2 separate regions of the Gossypium arboreum genome follow, and region 1 is linked to region 2. A link is a contact called in public Hi-C data. All regions are on one chromosome and are shown on one strand. Each heading gives the region's core, a stretch centred on a gene start, on an enhancer-like site or on the middle of the called end of the contact. The rest is flanking DNA. Distances are from core to core; before and after follow the strand shown.

Region 1 (2,700 bases), core at 58-2,557, 520 kb before region 2:
TAACTTGGCAGGTGTTACAGATTAGTGATAAAACCCATGATACACGTAACAACTTACAAACAGATGGTGCTGTGTTTGTTGATGCAACAGATAAAGCTACGGCAACTGTGGATATTAATGAAATAGGTACCCTGTCTTCTATTCATCCCGAAGAACCAGAAGAAACCGATAATATTTATAGTATTGAGCCAACTGTTACAACTGAAGTTGTTGAAGATACAACTTCAGATGAAGGGTGGCAAGAAGCCAATTCGAAAGGTCGGTCAGGAAATGCCACTGGAAAGAAGTATGGAAGGAAGAAACCAGTTTTTGCAAAGCTAAAGGTGAATGGTTGTGAATATTCAAATGGTAGAGAGAGTGGGAGTAGGCGAGACATTATCTCACCAGCAGGAAAAACTGTCCCGAAGAACATTATAAAGGAAATGCAAACAGTAAAGCAATCTAAGTCTTCCAGCTTGAATCCTAGAGGGATTTCAATTGGTTTACCTGCTTCTGTTTCCAGAGGTTCCTCCCCTTCAGCAAATCTTAGTGCCATTGCTTCAAAATCACTTTCTTACAAAGAAGTAGCTGCGGCACCTCCAGGTACAGTTCTAAAGCCATTATTGGAACCAAGTGAGGGAAAAATGGAACAGTCAATGTGCGCCGAGACAGCAAATGTAGAGGATGGGAACAACATCTCTGTTGTCGATGATGTAGTGGATGACAATGATGAAACTGAAGGAACTCATGATACTGAAAGTCAGTCGGAAGAAACTGCTCCTGAAATTGATAAGGTGTCTTCTTGTAGTCAGGAAAAAGGTTTAGAAGCAAAAGGGAGTAAGCTATCGGCATCAGCTGAACCATTCAATCCCGGAGCACTCTATCACCCGTTAAACTCAGTTTCTGTTACATGTGTTTATGATGTAACAGCTAGTCAAGGCATGCTTGCTGAGCCTGTTGTACCTCCAGTTGCTGCTCGAGTTCCTTGCGGGCCAAGGTCGACATTGTTTTACACAAACAATAATTCTTACGGTAGCTTTCTTAGATACCAAACTCCTATTTTGGAACAAAATGGATTTGGATCTCCGAGAGTTATGAACCCTCATGCACCTGCGTTCGTTCCAAGCAAAATTTGGCAAATGACTGGAACTGGTGATTTGAGTGTCTCTGAAGAAGCTATGAACACAGAAGTGAAGGAAGTTGATAAGAAGTCGAGTAGGGAAGTTAACGGTTCTAATCCAAAAAAGAGCAGCGCGGAGGAGAAATCTGAGCTCGCAAGGCAGATTTTGCTTAGCTTCATTGTCCGGTCCGCCAAGCAGAACATGGATGGTGCATGTGAGGCTTTAATCAATGACAAAAGGCTCAACCATTCCCAAAACTCTTCGGATGCAGTTACAAGAGACACTGCAATAATAAAATTTCTATATGGGAATGAAGGAAAGGACTTGGATTCTCAATCCGGTAGCAATGAAGAACCAAAAGCGTTGGATGAAAATAAAAAGAAACCCGGAGATGGCGAAGGCTTTACAGTTGTAAAGAAACGGCGGAAAAACAGGCAGCAGCTTACTAATGTAGTCACTGGGCTATATAATCAGCAATCCATATGTGCTTCTGCAAGGTGAAGAAATAACCTGAGGAAAATAACAGTGTAAGTGTCATCATGTTCCATTTCCAGTTTTATTTATTATCATATCCTTGCTTCCATATTAACAAAGCAATTTGGAGTGAAGCCTGGTTCTTTAGTTCCTACTTAATTTTGAGAACAGCTTGGTATTATGCTAATAATCTCTGCAAATTGGTTCTCTTGTTTAGAGATTTTGTTTGATCAATAAAAAGGCCAATTCGTAATTTTCATACTTCAATTTTTCATTTTGGAGATTTTTGTAGTTTTATGGAAATACTGTGTCCGGCAATGAACAAATTTACAACATATATATGTTCCCATAACTGTTGTAGCTAATATTTAGATTTTAAAATTTTTATTTGAAATTGATGATTTTCATATTTATGATTTGAATTAAAATGTAAAAACCCCTTAAATTTAAAAAAAAAAAATTACGCTTTTGTGTTTTTTTCTTTTACACCTAATAATTTTCAAAATGCGTTAAAAAGCTAATCAAACTTTTTCAAAAAAAAAAAATAAGGCTTTTTTTGTCCTCATACAACCACAACGTGACATGCGGAAAAAATATAAAAAATAAAAATTAATAAAAGTAATAAAATTATTGATTTTAATAAAAATATAATTTTTTATAAAATTTAATAAAGTCATAAGAAAATTATAAAAATGTAAAGAAATATAAAATTTGTAAAAAATTATAAAAATTATTGTACTAAAAGAATCATTTTATAATTTTTCTATAACTTTATTTGAATTTTATTTTTTATCATTTTTCATCACATGTCATATTGTGTTGTGACACGTAATGGTTTTAATTGAAAAAAGCTGAAGGTATTTAAAGTGTTAAAGTTAATAGTTAAAGAGTTTTTTGAAGCATTTTATAATTTTATTATTTTATAAAATTTTACAATTTTTTATATTTTTACGATTTATATATATTTTCTAAATTTTAATAAAATTTAAATAATTTTATATTTTTATTAAAATTTAATAAATTTTATAACTTTTATTGATATTTATTTTTATATTTTTTGCATGTCACACCGTGATTATGACATGTTGTGGCTTTAATTGAAAAAATTAAGGACAATTAACTCTAA
Region 2 (2,700 bases), core at 87-2,586:
CCAAAAGAGTTCATGAGGCTTAAAACCCGCACTTAGCCCTTCTCAACCAGTATTCATCATTTCTCCACATTACGGGACTGGCGTTTCCATCCATGTCCTTCTAAAAGTAATATTTTCATCTTGTGCAAAGACGACAGCTTTGTATGTTTTGGGAAGGTTGCACAATAAGTTCACTAACTTACTGTGTCAGAGGTTGTCGAGCCCAAGAGACAAAATGGCGTGAAATTCGCCATTGAGAAACGATGATCTAGTGTAAGATGGTCCCACAAAAGTGATGGTTGGCTAGAGTCAGGTTTCTCTAGATCGTAAGGCTATAACCTAAGTGGAGTTGGTGGTCGTAGGCGTCCTCTTCAACTATAATTGGCTTATTCAGTTATGAGAAGGATCACTTAAAAGCTTAGGATTGAACCGAAGGAGGATCAAGATAACCAGAAGCCAGAATCCCTCAATCAAAAACCCCTTTTTCTCAATTCTGTTTATTATCACAATTACGATTTCAATCTATTTAATTTCAACTCAATCATATTTTTAATTCTGTTTTATTTTATTTTTTCTAGGTCAGTTGTTTTTCTTGGGCACGACTGTGCCCGAGATTTTAAGAAACAAGGAGCTGTGGCGATCCATTCCTTGAGGATTTGACCCTACTCCCTTATTATTATTTCTTTTCGTTATTTAGAGATATGATATATTTGGTGCTTTTAACGACACACCGGTTTGATAAATACTTACGTGGAATATAATACTATCAATTCATACTCAGTCATATCCTAATTTAATACCACACATATCCATACTGATATATTATCACATAGACTACTTTGACGAATTTCATGACGTGATATATCAAAATATCATAATTCAAGATAATATTAACTCTAGTTCAAAATTTTTAAAAAATACAATATCCCACTTTTAATATTTACAAGTCATTATAACAGATACTCTTATTGACATACAAATACACATCATTTTTATGGAAAACTGTTAAAACTTAATCCTCGTAACCCAGATTATATAACCATATATTTATTACAAATATATTATATTTCAAATTATATTTGCCTTGTCCATCTATCCAATTTTTATTTATATATTTATCACTTTATTTACCGTACTTTTATGGTAAATAAAAATAATAATATTTTATAATCTTATATTTTAAAATATTTTAAAAAGATAATTTAGTGAGAAAAGTAAATAATTTTAAAATTAAATAAATAATAAAAATTAAATTAAATATTTAAAATTATAAAAATAAAAATACGACACTTTTCGCAAATCGCAATATAGAGTTATGCACCTTGTTGTATTGTATTTTAATATATATGATTAGAGGTAAACCCGTTTTTAATTAACTTTTATTGATTTTTCTCAATTTTTTCTTAGCGTTTTTAAGCCCTACCTTTTAAAATTTTAAGTGGCTTGGTCTGTAAAAGCCACTACTAACCCTTAAGCGGAAACAGTATCAGAGAGTTGAAGGGGAAAAGCTAGAGATATACACAATGGGCGGCAACGGCGAAGAGATCCTTATGTTGGAGGCACCGCCTGAAACTGCTCGGCCATGGGCCTCTGCTTCCACTGCCGAGACTTTGGACGCATTACCCTACATTGACGACGACTACGGGAACCCAATGGTCAAGGAAGAGGTTGATCGATTGGTCGAAGAAGAGATGCGAAAGAGTATCAAGAAGCCAGCTGACTTCCTCAAGGATTTACCCCCTCTTCCCTCCTTCAATTTTCAGGTTATTGTCCCCCCAATTTGGGCTTTTCTTTGGAATACTTGAGGTTTTTCTTTATTGAAGTTTTAAAAATCCATGTTTGGATCTCAGCATCACCCAATGATTGGCAAAGAATATGAGCGCGTCAGAGCGGGTAGGCCACCCGTGACCCTTGATTTTTCTTCACGGTATCAAGTTGAACCACCGCCCATGAATAAGAGAAACGATGAAACTGCTTGGAAACAGGCAGTTCAAAGATCTCAGCGCTCATTGCAACATCAAGTAATTAGGTCAGTTTCTTCTCTTAGTTATTTGAATAAGCAAGAAAGAATAGATTAGGATATTTTATGAAATTACCTTTTTTTGCTTTCATGATATTTTTGTTCCATGCTTCTGTGAATCATTAAGAAATTAATTACGTGCTTCTCTTCTATTTTACTGTGTTATTTCGTTAAGGATTCTAGTTTCATGGCAGTAGTTGCTTTTTATTCAAGTTGTGATGAATGAAAATCCCTCGTCAGTTAAATTTGGGGAAGTTTGGGGGCCATTCCACCTAAAATTTTACACTGTATACATATAACTTCTGATGCTGTTTGCATGCAATGTTAAGATTTTTGTCTTGTATATCTTTGCTTGGTTTCAGGTTGGAAAATTTGGAGTTGATGTTAAAATATGGCCCTGATGTTTGGAGACAGAACAACCAACGACTGGGAGGATTTTTGGCCAGGTTTTTCCCTAATAACTGCAACATTGATGTTATTTTCATGGCAAATTGAAAGTGGTTTTGCTTCTTGTTTGAATTGGTAGATTTAAGCTAAGAGACTTTTGGGAATATGTGACTTATGGCAGAAATGCACTCTTTCTGATATGATGGATATGGTGCTACCAGTTGTCATATATTGAAGTTCTCAATCTACAGGAAACAAATTTTAGTTGTTTTCCTTGGCTAAAGTGACAGCCTTAGGCTAGATTTGGCAAGCAT

Evidence for each region. A called contact is a pair of places that touch in the nucleus more often than the background predicts.
Region 1: a contact with region 2 is called in a Hi-C map of leaf, with 8 times the contacts expected there. The contact joins the enhancer-like site here to the promoter of LOC108483919 in region 2. A contact is called at or near these places in 2 of 5 Hi-C or Micro-C datasets (both in leaf).

Annotation. Positions count from the first base shown.
Region 1 is chr6:67,882,003-67,884,702 of ASM2569848v2, reverse strand. LOC108486087 (protein REDUCED CHLOROPLAST COVERAGE 3) reads left to right here. Exons shown (of 23, transcript XM_053030101.1): 23 at 12-1,827. The coding sequence ends at 1,601. Among protein-coding and RNA genes, the nearest start is that of LOC128294142, 15 kb to the left of the region's middle. Within about 2 kb of position 1,307, at least 1 of the 2 cell types and tissues checked has an H3K27ac peak or open chromatin away from gene starts, as enhancers often do. A contact at or near this core is called in leaf, where this site is marked.
Region 2 is chr6:67,364,384-67,367,083 of ASM2569848v2, reverse strand. It overlaps LOC108483919 (pre-mRNA-splicing factor SPF27 homolog), which reads left to right and starts at 1,336. Exons shown (of 7, transcript XM_017787462.2): 1 at 1,336-1,742; 2 at 1,830-2,008; 3 at 2,362-2,445. The coding sequence starts at 1,503.